3 separate regions of the Rattus norvegicus genome follow, and regions 2 and 3 are each linked to region 1. A link is a contact called in public Hi-C and HiChIP or PLAC-seq data. All regions are on one chromosome and are shown on one strand. Each heading gives the region's core, a stretch centred on a gene start, on an enhancer-like site or on the middle of the called end of the contact. The rest is flanking DNA. Distances are from core to core; before and after follow the strand shown.

Region 1 (5,114 bases), core at 712-3,211:
GAGGTGTGAATAAATGTATATACCAGAGAAGGAGCTGATTACAGACCATTGTCAGGATATCTGTCTTGGGGCCTCTATTGCTGTGATAAACACCATAACCAAAACGCAAGTTGGAGAAGAAAGGGTTTATTTGGCATCACATGGAGGGGAGCTGCTTACTGGCTTGCTCAGCTTGCTTTCTTATAGACCCAGGACCACCAGCCCCGGGATGGCCCCACCCACATCAGGCTGGGCCCTCCCCCATCAATCACTAATTAAGAAACTGCTCTGCAGGGGTTGGGGATTTAGCTCAGCGGTAGAGTGCTTGCCTAGCGAGCGCAAGGCCCTGGGTTCCGTCCCCAGCTCCGGGAAAAGAAAAAAAGAAAAAAAAAAAAAAAGAAACTGCTCTGCAGTCTTGCCTGCAGCTCAATCATGTGGAGGCATTTTCTTAGTTGAGGTTCCCTCCTCTCAAATGACTTTAGTTTGTGTCAAAAACTAAAAGCTATCCAGCACACTACCAAAGTCCAACTTGGAGAGCCAGTGGGTTACCTTGGAGGCTACTTACAGGAACAGAAATGACTCAAAAGACAGCTGCATCACCCAAAGCTCAGCCTAGCATTGCAGAGCTCATGAAAGTGGGATCCTGGAGCACACTGTGCAGTCTGTGGGCAGCCCAACAGATTAGAGTCCTCCAGGCAGCTTGGCCCATCTGAGCCTCTTAGGTCAACGTGAGCAGTCTCAAGAGGGTGCTGGGCAGCTCCTGGCTCATGCTGTACCGGTGTGCTGGCTCCATCCTTTTGAGGGGCTTTTACACCATTAGTAGGGAGGGGTTTCCAGGAGCCTTAGAGTTGTTCACTTCCCCTACTTAGAACATCCTGTATCTTAATGTGCTCCCAGTGTGGTGGGATGTTGTTTCTCCTTTATCTTAACCTGGAAGATTCAGAGTCGGCTGTCTGAATTTTTTTTCTTTTTAATGAAGTCTCATTGAAGTAAATTCCATGCTCATTCCCCTGCTCTCAGGAACTTCTTGTGCTGCCACAGAGCAGAGTTCTTTTGTACCCTGAGTGCTGTGGCAACTCTTTTTTTTTTTTTTTTTTTTTTTTGGTTCTTTTTTTCGGAGCTGGGGACCGAACCCAGGGCCTTGCGCTTCCTAGGTAAGCGCTCTACCACTGAGCTAAATCCCCAGCCCCATGTGGCAACTCTTAAAACCGCCTCGAGCTTTGGCGCCTGGTCTCCTGTGCGCAGCAGTGATGCTCCCGATTCCTCCCAGGAAAGACCCAGGGCCCTTTATCTTGGCTGTCCCTTTGATTTAAAACTTACTTTGCCCTGACTGGCAGGAGAGGGAGTTGCCAGGGTGTGCCCTAGCCCTTACCCTCCACTTTAACGGGCCAAACCCCTGACGGCTACGCCCCTCCTCCTGGGCAGGCCACTCCCTCCTGAGGCTCCTCCCACTCGGCACGGCCGGGGAGTCTCTGACCCAGTTCACCTGAGCCGGGCAAGGGACATGGTGACCCCGGCGTGGGGTGCGACCCGGCAAGACCAAGAACTTCAAGCGAAACGCAAGGCAGGTCCGGCCCAGCGCTCGGAGGCTTTTGCGGTCAGAAACAAGGCGGAGGTGCGCCGGGTGAGAAGGGGACAGGGGCCGGTGAGCTCGCGGCGCGCGGCAGTGGCGGTGTCGCAGTTGTCGGGTGCTGATCTGTCTCTGCGCCAAGCGAGGGAGCGGCCCGGGGCGGCGGCGGGGTGCGGAGGCTAGGGGGGGCCGTGACCGGCAGGCGGCGCTAGCGAGTCGCCCGGGCGCCGCAACGCGAGAAGAGCTCAGCCGCTGCGCGGTACCACGCCAGGCGCGCGCCGCGCAGCGCCCCAGACGCAAGCCCCCTCCCAAGCAGGCCAGCCCTAGTCCAACGGCTGCAGGGGTAGGCTTTGTAGGCTGAGAGGACTGGCAAACGCCGGGAGAGAGGGGCTCGGAGCCCTGCTGGTATCAGGATCCGCGGCCCGTACTGGGCCAGCATTCTCCATGCCGGATGATATGGTCGAGGCTGACGGTTACCTCTCTCCACACCCAGTTCAGTATTTGCTCCCCTAATTTTACCCTAATACTGACTGCTAATAACCCAGATCCTGCTGCGACCGTAGATGAATTCCCGCTTCATTTCTCATGAAATCCCAGAAGCCTGGGTTTCCTTCTGGTGACTACTTGGTGCCCGAGTTCTCCACCCGAAGCCAAGTTTGGTGGGCACTCAGCCAACCACTGAACGCGACAGAAAGTCCAGTTCCACCTGTCCCAAGGCCTGGTCTGCCCCGCCCAGTGCCTACAGGACTAGAACCCGGACCTTTGTGATTCACACTTGAAGCCTCAACCATCTTTGCTTCTCAGGTGCTGTCACATTAGTTTCAGGCCAGTGAAAAACTGCTGAGGCTAGACCGTCATGGGCGAGGCCAGCAGAGATGAGTATAAAATCCAGTCTTTCGATGCAGAGACTCAGCAGCTGCTGAAGACTGCACTCAAAGGTGAGCCTACCACCTACCACTTAATTTGTGTCAGGTTGACATAAAACTACCCAAGTCCAACTTGGTGAGCCAGGGAGGTTCCCAGACGCAAATTCTGTTTGGGTAGGAGCTGCAGTGGGGCTGAGGCTCAGAGCTAGGCAATGCCCAAGCCCTTCCTTGGCTCTCAGAGTAAGTCACAACCTAATTCTTGATCTGGAAGACACCTACGTTTAAGCCATTGCTTTGGAGAATGGATCACAGAGTTATGTCTAGGATCATAAAGCCTTTACGTGCACATTAAAGGGAACAAACTGCTTTCTCTTTAGAGTCTTTGCATTTGGCGAATCAGCACCCTTGAATGCACAGAGATGCCTGATTTGGACAGAGGTTGGAGGGGATATGTAATTGCACTGTAACACCCAGGACAGAAATTTGACAGGACAATTAGCAGTTGCCATCATGTGCTAAGCAAACATTTCAGAGAAGCCTCTGTACAACTACTCATGTCTGGAGCCTCTGTGTTTGGAGAACACACAAGCCATGGTCCTGGTGCATGCCTGTAACCCCAGCAGAGTACAGAGGCAGGAGGAGCAGCACAAATTCAAGGCCAAACTGCTCGACATAGAGTACCTGGGGGAGGAGAAACGACCCCCCCCCCCATTTAGAGCATTTATGTGCTTTACAACTTTAACCCCAGTACTCAGAAGGCAGAGAGAGAGGCAGAGAGGCAGAGGGGGGTGGATCTCTGTGAGTTCCAGGATAGCCAGGCCTACATAGTGAGATGCTGTCACCAAAACAAAACAGAACCATAAAGAACATTTGCAGAGGACCTCCAGAGGCTTTGGGTAACTTAGTTCCCAGGATCCCGTGCTGCCTTCTGATCTCCGGTACCAGGCAAACACATGGCGTGCATACATACATGGCAAGCAAAATATTCATACATATAACATGAGTGAACCTTAAAAAAATTACATGGTGAGCTCCAGGCCAGCCAGAGCTAAACAGCAAGGCAAGACTATACCTCTTTTTTAAATTTTTTCTACAAACCCTTGTGTTGAGGGCTGACTTTCAATAATAAATAGATCACAAGGAGGGAGCTGCTCTGAAGATGACCATCTCAAAAATAAATAAAAAAACAAAAATGAAGTCTTGGCATCAGTGTACATTCATCAGGGTAGTGCCAGAAAATAAAAGATATATAGCCTAGGAAAAAGAACTCCCGCCTGTGCTTTGCCCTCCTGCAGCCTCCAGACCTACATTCCTTTACTTATTGGCACAGGGTTTCTCCCTGACTGGCCTACAGCTCAGAGATTGGCCTGCCTTGTCCGCTTAAATATTGGGGTAAAAGGTTTGCACCATTCCTGAAAGATGCAAATAAATTTTGTTTATGCGCATGCCTACTGTGTGCATGTGAACCCCGAATATGCTGTGCCTGTGGGGGCAAAGGAGGGTGTCAGACCCTCTGGAACTGAAGTTGTAGGCACCTGTGAGCGGCCGGCATGGAAGCTGGGACTCGGGCCTGGGTTCCCCGCAAAAGCAAGCGCTCCTACCCACTGAGACATTGCTTCAACTCTGATTGGGCAACCAGGGTCCTGACAGTGAGAGCTGCCCTAGGCTCGCTTGCAACCACTTTCACTGGAGAATATACTTTTTTATTGGTTTGGCTGCTTTGTCTCCAATCTTTGATCTATGCAGAGTGGGCATTGTGCTTGATCCCTAAATCACACCCTTTACACCTTCAACTTTAAATATTTTCTTTTTTTAAACAGGATCTCACTAGCTCTGGCTGACCTGGAACTTGCTGTGTAGACCAGGCTGGCCTGTCTCTGCCTCTCAGGTCATAGGATTATAGATGTGTACCACCCAATTCAGCTCCTTTCTTTTGAGACAGTCACTTTTGAGTAGCCCAGGCTATCCTGGAACTTTGTCTTTAGCCAAGGGTAACCCTAATGTCTTGGTATTTCTCTTGAGTGCCTTCTGGATGGCTTTCCCTTCATCTTTTAAGCATGTGATGGAGCACTCTATTTATTCCAAGTATCTCCAGTCCTTGGGTGTGGTTGACTTTAATCCCAGTATCCAGGCTACAGAGGCAGGTGGATTTCTGTGGGTTTGAGGCCTGGTCTACATAGTGTGCCAGGCCCGCCAAGGGTACATAGTGAGACCCTCTCTAAGGCAACAAAACCCACTTCAGTGCCTGGCAGATGGGCAAGTGTGACGAGGCAGGCAGCTGTAGACCCTCCTGTCTCTCTCAGATCCAGGTGCTGTGGACCTGGAGAGAGTAGCCAACGTGATTGTGGACCATTCTCTGCAGGACTGCGTATTCAGCAAGGAAGCAGGACGGATGTGCTACGCCATTATTCAGGTTGGGGGCCTGGCAGAGAGGGTCAGGGCCAGGCACAGGCTGGCCAGAAGACAGACAGACAGGCTAGGGCAGGTAGTGACCAGTGCCCTGCTTACTACCCTCTCTTCTGACTCACAGGCAGAGAGTAAGCAAGCAGGCCAGAGCGTCTTCCGCCGTGGGCTCCTCAACCGGCTGCAGAAGGAGTACGATGCCCGGGAGCAGCTTCGAGCATGCTCCCTGCAGGGCTGGGTCTGCTATGTCACCTTTATCTGCAACATCTTTGACTACCTGAGGGTGAGGCAAGGGA
Region 2 (5,114 bases), core at 863-3,362, 240 kb after region 1:
TAAGCCAAAGGCAGATTGAGTTCTGTTATCTCAGGGCAAGCTGAAGATTGGAATTTGATAACCTGACTGGGAATCTCTGCGGAGGCCCACAGGTCAGTGGCTTTGGTGCCAAGTGCTGGACATCTTGTGGAAGATTCTCAGGTATTATTGTTTGTTTGAGACAGGGTCTCACTGTGTAGCTCTGACTGGCCTGGAACCAGCTATGTAGAACAGGCTGGCTTTGAACTCAAAGAGACCCACCTGCCTCTTCCTCTTGTGTGCTGGGATTAAAGGCCTGTGTTAGCATACCTGGCTAGGTGGTATGATTGGTTTTTCTTTTTCTTTTTTCTTTTTTCTTTTTTTTTTTTTTTTATTATTATTAACTTGAGTATTTCTTATATACATTTCGAGTGTTATTCCCTTTCCCGGTTTCCGGGCAAACATCCCCCTCCCCCCTCCCTTTCTTTTTTTTTTTAACCTCATAAAGAAACCATTCATTATCTCAGAGTGGTAAGAAAAGCTCTGGGGCGCACCCTGAATTTTGTAGGGGGAGAGAAGTTAGAGTTAGCTACCCAGTGCTGTGGCTTGTTCTGTAAGGTGGTGACACCATGACCGTCTCTCTACCTCTGCACCTGCGCCAGCTGCCTTGAAGGGGTATACTTTTTATTTTGTTTAACAATTCTATTTATTTTATGTATGTGAGTTCTTTTTTTTAAAAGATGTATTTATTTTATGTATGTGAATACACTCTAGCTGTCTTCAGACACACCAGAAGAGGGGATCAGATCCCATTGTAGGTGGCTGGTGAGCCACCGTGTGGTTTTTTGATAATTGAACTCAGGACCTCTGGAAAAGCAGTCAGTGGTCCTAATCGCTGAGCCATCTCTCCAGTCCGTGAGTATACTCCTCATTTTACACCACCAGGATTCCCGTTTAGGCTAAAGTCACCTTGTTTTGAACTATCAAGGATCCACAGAAACTTCTAGATACAGTAACATGATTGTGTGGGGGTTGGGGACATAGCCCTGGCTGTCCTGGCTTGCTATGTAATATACCTGATTATATTGGGATTTGCCAATGGTGGCCTCAAACTCACTATCCACTACCCCTCCTACCTTCACCTGCTGAGTTCTAAGAGCTCATGTGTATGCCAGCTATTTTATTATGTGGTCAGCTATTATTCCTAATTTAATAATTAGAGTGCTCTCTTAACATACAAGAAGCCCTTGGTTTGACCTGCAGCACCTCATAATACCAAGAGTGATCACCCAACCTGTGACCTCGGCACTTGGGAGATAGATCACAAAGTTCATAACCAGTAACAGTGAGCTCGAGGCCAGCCTACGATAAACTCCTCACAAAACAAACACAATGTACTAGGCTATACCGCGGGTATACCGCCATTCTTCTGAAACCAGGTTCTGGGATGTGAATGCAAGCTTCTCTGCACTTGAAAGAGTTCTCAGGGAAGCCAGGGACCTAGGTAGGAGTCAAGACCCGAGGGAGTTTTCACTGCCAGCCAGAGGCTGAGCTGCCTTCCTGGAACAGGGACACCGAATCAGACCATCCTTCCATGGACAAGCTAGGGCTAAGCCTGCAGCTGTGGTTAGAATAACTTCAAGACTAGATAGACACATGGACGTGATAGATCAGAAAGAGAAACAAAGGAAGAGGGAAAGAAAGAAGGAAAGAAAAGAAAAGAAAAACAAGCAAGCACGCTCAAATAGCATCAGTAACAGAAAAGCATGAACATCAGGTAGAAAGGACTGGAGGAGAAAGTGCGGGTCCGCGCAGGAGTGAAGAATGAAGGTGGAGGCAGGAGATAAGATACTAGGAGGGGGGCTGGGGATTTAGCTCAGTGGTAGAGCGCTTACCTAGGAAGCGCAAGGCCCTGGGTTCGGTCCCCAGCTCCGAAAAAAAGAACCAAAAAAAAAAAAAAAAGATACTAGGAGGGGTTTCAGTCTTGCGGACTGTGAAGATGGAGGGGGACAACACTCAGTTGTCAGAAGGACGAGGAATTGGGTTCCACGGAGAACTCCCGGACATCTTCTAGGCCTGAACGGCAGGTGCAGAGGCGGGGCCTCGTGGGGGCGGGTCTAAAGGCGGGCCCACAGGGGGCGGGGCCGACGCCGGCGGCGGGCGGGGTTCGCAGCTCCAGCTCCCCGGAGAGCAGCCGGGGCTGCGGAGCTGGAGCTGGAGCCACAGCCGGAGCCCGCGGCAGAGTCGGAATCCGGGGTCGGGCTGGAGCGGGCTCCATCGACATGGGGTCTGCAGACTCCAAGCTGAACTTCCGGAAGGCGGTGATCCAGCTGACTACCAAGACTCAGGTGCGCCTGGGGGCCCAGCCTCTCCATCCACCTGCCCGCCCGCCTTGGGGGCAGGGCAGGGTCGGGGGCTGGGTGAACATGGCTCACCGGAACGTGGGGTGACCGGTCAGTCCAGAGGGGGATGCTGAGAACAGCACCGGAACGGGACCTTTCCTTTGTAACTAGGGCTCCATCCCTGCCTCCGGGAGTCCACCCTATGCCTACTCTCCCCTGGGAACACTCTCCCGGGCATTGCTGCTGCCACCTTAGGCTGACGTGTGCCTACTCCTGGAGCCGGCGGCGACAACGTTATCCGCCCCCTGTCCCGCCTCCCGGTCCCCTCAGCCTGGCTTTGCCAGCCTCTTCCCGCTCCCACCTACCCATCCGTGGCTCTTCTCTTCTCCCTGCCCCTCAGGGACCATGGTCCCGGACACACAGCCCCGGCTGACTCAATGCAAACAAAGCCGGGCCGGCGCCTGCTTGGGTCGGGGAAAACAGCTGGTGCGCGGTGGCAGCGGTGGCCTCTCTGGGCCCTGGTTGATGCCTGAGGGCAGGGAAGGCCCAGGTCTTCCTAGGAGCTCACGGAGTAGCAGGCAACGGCAGCTGGGTAAGAGGAGCTGTCCTCAGGCCTAGGGAACCCCGCTTTCCAGCTAGTGATGATCCAATGGCTTCTTCAGGCCCGGTGGAGCTGATTGGCTGCGCTTTTTGGCACCCGGAATGGGGATTCGGGTTCGGGGATGAGGAGATTATCATTGGTCCGTTGGAAAGGGAGCCATGGGTAACTCCAGCCCAGTGCACACTCTCACATTTTTACCCGAGTCTACAAGTGTCACGGAAGCCTCTTCCTATCTTCAGCACACACCTCTTGGACCCAGCAAGGTTTCTTCTCTGTCCTCCTATCAATCCTTAGTGCTGGAGCCAGGCTACTATGGTTAGGGAGATGCACAGCCATGTCTCTCCAAGGCCCCGGGCTGTCAAAGGGCTCTGGACCTACTGCCATCTGGAACCCTACCCCCATCCTGCTGTTCTCAGAGCTCCGTATTGTTCTTGGTCACTGTGGGTGGGATCGGGAGAGCTGTCTTCCCACACCCAGCCAGGCACAGCCTTAGAGGGCAGATCACTACCCCCACACCCTGTTACCCACCTTGGAAAGGTCAGAGGCTGAGGAAAGGGGTGCCAGGGCCTCTAGAGAGCCCGTTTCCATGTGAGAGGCACTTGGCGAAAACCAGAACTGCTTCTCTTTGCTTCCCACGGCTTGTTCCAGAACCTCAGAAGTGAGACTCTAGGTCTATGGGTGGCAGGAAGGGGTGTGTGGTACTTTGCACAGTATAGGGTGGCAGAGGGAGGTGGGAATCTCCCAGGTTTGCCTGCCCGGGGAGGAGCTGGCTTGTTGAAAGGTGGTGTGGTGGGCTCAGCAGATCCTTGGGGAGCAGAATGAACCCAACCAGGTCTAGAAAGGTGGGAGGTGACTTGCTTAGGAACCCTCCCCCAAATACTGCATCAGTAAGTCTGTACCTGGTTGAGATAGTCTGTTCTCAGCTGAAGACAATCAAGGTCTAGAGTAGGCTGGAGTCCCAGTATGGGCTACTCCCCTTCTTCCTCTGGCTATCTTCCTCTTCCTCCTCCCCCTTCTCCTATCCCTCCTCTTCCTCTTTCTCCTTTCCCTCCTCCTCCTTCTTTTAAATTTATATTATTATTTTTGGTGTGTGTGTGTGTGTGTGTGTGTGTGTGTGTGTGTGTACACGTGTGTGTACACATGTATACCATGGTGTATGTGTGGAGGTCAGAGGACAACCATGGGAGTCAGTTCTCTTCCACCATGTGGACCTTGGGATGGAACCTAGGTTATTACACTTGGAAGCAAGCACGAATTACGTTCACCAAGCATTTTTACCGAGTGCCTTTACTGTTGAGCCATCTCACTGGCTCATGGGCCCTCTTGTAAGCATGCGACTCTCACAGGTGGTTGGGGCCAAAGCCTTGGACTCTGTAGTGGTCAGCTTTGAGCATCTAGGATTCAAGAACCTGGTCTGAAAGGGTCTTCCTGGACCTCAGAACTCAGTGTCCCCAAGGGGGACACTGCAGGTGTTATGACCACAGGATAACCTCATGTCTATGCCCTCAGAGGCTGTGGTTTGGACTGTAGACAAGCGGGCCCCTTCTTGTAGTCTGGGCCTGAGCTCTTGCAGGTCAGCCTTTTCTGTCTTCCTGCCCTGTATCCTGTTTTCTTCCTGCCCTGTTGGCCAGTCCTGGGCAGGGCTTAACCCTAACTCTGAGGCCAGCCACATTCTTGACTCTTTCCTCACTTGGCTGGGGACCCAGAGAGGGGCATTACAGCATCAGAGACTCTCTTCCAGATTCTACTTGCTTGAGGACGCTCTGCTGCAGGCTAGGGTAAGAGCTGATAGCTGTGCGTTCACATGCATGCACATGTGTGCGCCTAGAATAATACTTTGATCCCTTGTCAGGACATATCGTCCCGTCCTTAGTGGGCTAGCTCAATGCTGGTTTTACCACCCCCACCCCAGAAGGAGTCTGTTAAAGTCACAGCTTAGGGCTGGAGAGATGGCTCCGTGGCTAAGAGGGCCTCCTACTCTTTCCTTTTTTTCTTCTTTTTTTTCCCGGAGCTGGGGACCGAACCCAGGGCCTTGCGCTTGCTAGGCAAGCACTCTACCACTGAGCTAAATCCCCAACCCCCGTGAAGAGTTTGGTTCACACTCACTTTGGGTGGCTCACAACTACCTGTGACTCCAGCTCAGGGGAGATCCAACACCTTCTTCTGGCCTCTAGGGGCACCCTCATGTATGCGTACACACACAGAGAGAAACA
Region 3 (5,114 bases), core at 1,174-3,673, 190 kb before region 1:
CACCGTCTTCCAAGGAGATTTCGCTAGTTCAATTCTGTCTCTTATTCTGGGCATGTGTGTCATTTAATAATTTATCAATACAAATCCAAAAACCTCACAGTCTCCATCAGAATATAAGTTCGTGTGAGCACAGGCTATCTCTCCTATAGCCCTAGCACGGGGCTCTGTGCTTACAGCCTCAAAGGTACATGTCCCTATTCACTGACTCGGCAAATGGGAAGCACTTTGGGAGGCCACTGATACCTGATATTGCAGGAAACTCAAGGTGTCCTCGGTCAGCAGCAGCTGGTAGGCCTCTTGGATAGACAGTGGTAGGTCTTGGTAGAAGAGCTGAATCGAGCCCTGGAAGTGGACCAAGAGCTTAGCTGTGTACCCTTCCTGCAGTGCCCAAGCCAAAAAGTGTCAACTTCTTGGCTTTGACCCTCTCCCCATACACCTAAGCATCCCTGCGTGACCATGACCAACAAGGAGAGCATTAGAATCCCTGCTGCCGGCGGTATTTTCAGTTCTCAAAGTCCGCCTGTACGCTCACTGAAAACCTAATTCTGAATTCTTCCTGGTCCACCAAACTGCATCCTTCCCACTCCTTAGTCGGAACCCCTTTCCCACGCCTCCAGGATGCCACTCACACACTCCAGCAGATACAAGGCCTCTTCGGGGTGAAGCCGCTGCCGTCCCTCCTCTGAGTAGCCCATGGTCTGCCAGAATTTCCCCTGTGCGACAGCAGACCAAGTGTCACAAAGCAGTTAAGGGGACAGAGAAAGGGAGATCCCCCAGCCACGGAGATGCCCGGGCCGCTCACCGCAGGAGATGTCAACTCCACAAAGCCTTCTTCTGGTCTCCACTCCGCGGCCACCAAGCTGCCCCTGGCGATGAGTGGGTAAGGGGCGTCTGGGTCTGCACCCGCAGTCCCCGGCCTCCGCCCACCCGGCCCGGCCCGGCCCAGCCCCTCTCACAGGCGCTCCACGCGCTCCTCCGCCAGCAGCTGCCACAACTCCTGGCGACACAGGCGCAGCCTCTCCGCCTGAGCCTCCGAGCCGTCCGGGAGGAAGTCCTTGGGGCCATGCGACCGCTGAGGCAGCTTCTGGGACCGCGAGCGCGCGGCGCGGAGCTCCGAGGCGCTGGAGAGAGCAGGGAACACGTGGTCAGCACCAAGGCCACCCGCTTGGTCCCAGGTTCCACGCACCCCACGCACTCCATCCCCCCAGCCGGGCAGCACCTGAGCACACGTCCCGCGGGAACCTCCACAGACGCGGGTTCGGACTCGGGCTCCATCTGGCCGCCGTCTGCGGCTGCGCGCGCACCGCAAAAGCCCCGCCCACCCCCGGCACTCCGCGCGGTCCTAGCGCCCGCCTCTGGACCCGCGCGCTACTCCTGACCGTAAATCCACCTGTGAGCCTCGTGCCTTCCTACCTGTCTGTCCCTGTGTTTCCTAACACCAATCTGCACACGTGTACCTCGGGTCGCGGACATAGCTCAATGTGTAGGTTTCTAGATGTGCAAAACCCCACCTATTCTGTTTCCAGCGCTTTTGGGGGTGGGGGGGCCCCTCTTTAGTGAAACTTTACCTGGCGTCTGGAAATATAGCATGAATTATCAGATAGGTTAATTACTCTCATCTCTGCAGCCCTGAATGGCTTTGTGTCCTACCACCTGCAGGGAAGAGATGCGTAGAGAGGAGACCAGTGAGCCCTCAAATACCAGCTTTGCAAAGTGGAGGCCATGTGGGAATGTTAGGAGTGGTCCAGAGACTTTCGGCGTTCCTTCATGGTGGTTCAAAAAAAAAAAAAAAATCTCCCTTCTGAGGGGCGCGGAAGCAGGTTCAAAGGCCAGGGGCGGGGCGCTGTCCGACTCACACTGGTGCTGAATCGCCACCCCAGCCTCCGAAAGCACCTCTTCGAGGCTGGGGTCCCCGCCGTGACATCGTGGGTCGCTCTGACGCTCACCACTAGGTGGCACCGTTGCTCCAGCCAGCAGCTATGAGTCTCCGAGCTTGGACGAAGGTCGCTGCGGGCAACCCGGGAAAGGATGGGGCAAAGAGGAAGTGATCCCCGCCCCTAGTGGGGGGGGTCCTCAGGTTCAACTTCCAAAACATCCTATTTTCTCTCCTATACATTCACACCTCATCTTTCGGTCTAGACCAGAGCCCAGCTCTCCAGATCCCCAGACAGGACACAGCAGCACGAAGCCTCATCCACATCCCGCCCCCTCCACTCTCACGCGCCACTTTGCACCCCTAAGCAGCTTCACCTGCGCGCATGCGCTGATCCAGCCAGTGGCTCCGATCCGGACTGGCTGGCGGGGGCGGGGCTTAGTGAAGATGGGGCGTGAACCAGGGCGCTGATTGACAATACAACTGTGCTGCCCGGACGGTCCCCAGCTCCCGATCCGGCGGGAGGGAGGGGGGAGGGGCGGGATTTCCTGCGGGAGGCGCCGAGCCGGCCCTGAAAAGGAGGAGAAAGGGGTTGCGGGGGACAGTGGAAGCCAGAGTCCAGAGTGCCTGGAATTGAGCACCGCCAGCCGGACCCCCGGTGGGGCGGCCGGGAGAGGTGAGGCTGCGGGACCCGGGCCATGGTTCAGAACCCTTGAGAGCAGACACAAACTAACTTTTCTTGTCTGATCGGCGGGCTCCTCCATCTCTCTGCTCCTTCCGCCTTCCTCGAGCCCCCCTTTTCGTTCTCCTCTATCTATCCCTCGGACTCTCTCGACTCTACGGGTCCCTCTTGCCGCTTTGTTCCCGGGGTCGGCCGTAGCTGGGCTTGGCTGCGGGGAGCTGCGCCGCGCTAGAGGGGCATTCCAAGGGGCGGGGGAGCCAGCCGACCCCAGGCACTGCCAGGAGCACTCTCCCGGTGCGGGTCGCGGACTTTGAGGGGGAGTGCCCTCCGGCTGGGGCTTGGAACTTATGAGGAATGAGTGGTTCCCCACCTGGGCCCCAGGCCTGCACGAGTCTCATGCCACAAGATTCTGGCAACAAAATCACCGTCACTGAGGAACTGGCTTAAGATTTTGTGCGGGAAGTTGTGATTTCAGGTTCAGGCTTGGGAGGTAGTTGGCTAGCCTGTCCAAGCTCTCTCTGTCCTGGATCTCTACCCAGCTGCTTCCTCACACTACAGAAACAGAGAGGAAGGGCTAGCAACAGGTGCTGTAGAGCTATCCTATCCAACAGGTAGCTCTCCCCCAGAAAGTGTGGGACATAAGCACCCAGCCCACCCTCTAGGTCCCTAGCAGTGAGGAGTGTGCTGCAGATACCTAGGGCAGGGAGTGACCCCTGCCATCTGCCTGTACCACTCTCCCAGGCCCTACCTCTTGGCCCCGCCTGCTGTCTGTGGGTGTCAGAGCCTCAGGCTGTGGAGAATGGGCAGCTGGCCCTGCCTACCCCAGTGTCTCCTGCTGCCAGGGCCCCTCCTGCCCATGGTTGAGGTGCTGCCCAGTGCCGTGGGGCACAGGCAACCCAGCCTCTCCCTCCTTGAATGCAGTCCCTCTCCCCTTTGCGTGTATATATTTCTCTCAAGTACTGTAACTTCCTTCCCTTCCTGAGTGGCTTAGACCCTCCATGACTCCTAGGGCACCTAGGGTGTTTTGGGGTTCCCTAGAGGTTTATCTTGTTCTTCTCTGACCTGGTTTCTGGCTGTAACCCAGCTTTTCAGCGGAGGACGTGTACCTTTTCCAGACCCCCAGGACTTATCCATGGCTGCTGCCTCGTGCCACAGGGAATGCTGACTGCTCTCTGGGTGGGCACTTGTCCTTCTGAGCCAACCCAGGAAGATTGGCGGGCCCAGTCCCAGTCCCAGCTCATTTCAGGGCTGTCGGAAGCTGCAAGCTGATCTCAGGCCAGATTTCCACAAAGCCTCCACCCCACCAGGGACTGGCTTTCCTGCCTGTGGTGGCAGCTCCCAGAGCACCTTGAGGGACTATATCTCTGCCTGACGAGGAGCACATTGCCTGAGACACCAGACTTGTTCCCCCAAGACCAAGAGTCCTCCAAATCATTGAGGCATGGCGAACTGACATTTGACTGGGCCGGTCCCTTGCTTCTTCCTGGACTCTGAAGCCCAGAGCCTGGCCCGGTAGTCAGAATGGGCCGTGAACAGGACCTTATCCTTGCTGTCAAGAATGGAGACGTGACCTGCGTGCAGAAGCTGGTGGCTAAAGTGAAGGCTGCAAAAACAAGTGAGTCCTTGGTGGGGTGGCCGTCCAGCTGAGGCCCTTCTCTGAGTACTGAGGCTACAGAGAGAGGCTGGGGGGAGGTGGAAGCAGAGGCTCACTTTGATTTGCAGACTTGAGGAAGAAGGACTGTCCTGTTGTAGACAAGAAGTGCTTCTGTATAAGAGCCAGGGAGGAAAAAGGGTCCCTTCTTGCTCTGTGTCTCCAGGCAAGTCACTTAACAGCTCTGAGCCATGGAGCCCTTGCCTACAAAGTACCCGCATTGAAACACAGTCAGCTTCTGCTTTTATTGTTTATTGTATGCCTGGCTCTGTCCAAGGCTCTGGACCAGAGCAGAGAGCAAAGCCAACCAGTGTGCTAGCCCCTGAGGTTGCCCGTTAAGGAGGTGGTTTTGCAGACATGTTCTAGCTGTGGGTCGGGAGAGCACGTAGCCACCCCCAACCCCATCCACATACTTGAAGCTTCCCTGTATTTATGTCTGCACTTGGTGAGGATGTCTGTAGAACCTCTTTTGAAGTGGTGGTTGGCTCTCTGGTGGTGGCGGTGGTTGGTTTGGAGTTCTCTGGGGCTTAGAACCCCAGATGTCATGTTTGCCGCACAAGTCACTTTACCCTCACTGGTGGCGCAGTCCGTTTCCCTGACAATCTCCACACTTCCACCGTTTCTAAGGCTCCTTTCTCCCCAGCTCATAAGCTTGTGTTCCTTGGGAGGGTGTAGCCAAAGTTAATTTTCTAGAGGTTTCCACAGCCCTGAGGACTGTATCCCTGACAGGACAGTCAGTGCTGGATACATGGATGGCTTCTCAGCCCCATCTCTTAGGACACTCTGTGGTAACAGGACCTCTCACACCCACCCCAGGAAAATAGACCTCTGGACTCAAGGGCAAGCTCCCTAGGTTCTTCCAGATCATGAAGCTGTCTTCTCCAGGTCTAAAATCAGCCTTCCCACTC

Evidence for each region. Hi-C and Micro-C count contacts between places; a contact is called where the count stands out from the background. HiChIP or PLAC-seq counts read pairs in DNA pulled down with a chosen protein or histone mark.
Region 2: a contact with region 1 is called in a Hi-C map of mammary epithelial cells, with 2.3 times the contacts expected there. The contact joins the promoter of Hid1 here to the promoter of Mif4gd in region 1. A contact is called at or near these places in 3 of 12 Hi-C or Micro-C datasets (kidney, mammary epithelial cells and psoas muscle).
Region 3: a contact with region 1 is called in an H3K27ac HiChIP or PLAC-seq map of oligodendrocytes, with 3 times the contacts expected there. The contact joins the promoter of Caskin2 here to the promoter of Mif4gd in region 1. A contact is called at or near these places in 1 of 12 Hi-C or Micro-C datasets (mammary epithelial cells) and 1 of 1 datasets of contacts at active chromatin or transcription factors (oligodendrocytes).

Annotation. Positions count from the first base shown.
Region 1 is chr10:101,347,431-101,352,544 of GRCr8, reverse strand. Mif4gd (MIF4G domain containing) reads left to right here and starts at 1,961. Exons shown (of 6, transcript NM_001014122.1): 1 at 1,961-2,041; 2 at 2,354-2,487; 3 at 4,719-4,828; 4 at 4,946-5,101. The coding sequence starts at 2,406.
Region 2 is chr10:101,106,009-101,111,122 of GRCr8, reverse strand. Hid1 (HID1 domain containing) reads left to right here and starts at 2,112. Exons shown (of 19, transcript NM_001304290.1): 1 at 2,112-2,306. The coding sequence starts at 2,241.
Region 3 is chr10:101,537,658-101,542,771 of GRCr8, reverse strand. It overlaps Caskin2 (cask-interacting protein 2), which reads left to right and starts at 2,423. Exons shown (of 20, transcript NM_001107065.1): 1 at 2,423-2,549; 2 at 3,671-4,170. The coding sequence starts at 4,077. Tsen54 (tRNA splicing endonuclease subunit 54) reads right to left here and starts at 1,334. Exons shown (of 11, transcript NM_001109576.1): 1 at 1,220-1,334; 2 at 957-1,121; 3 at 803-866; 4 at 630-713; 5 at 244-342. The coding sequence starts at 1,275.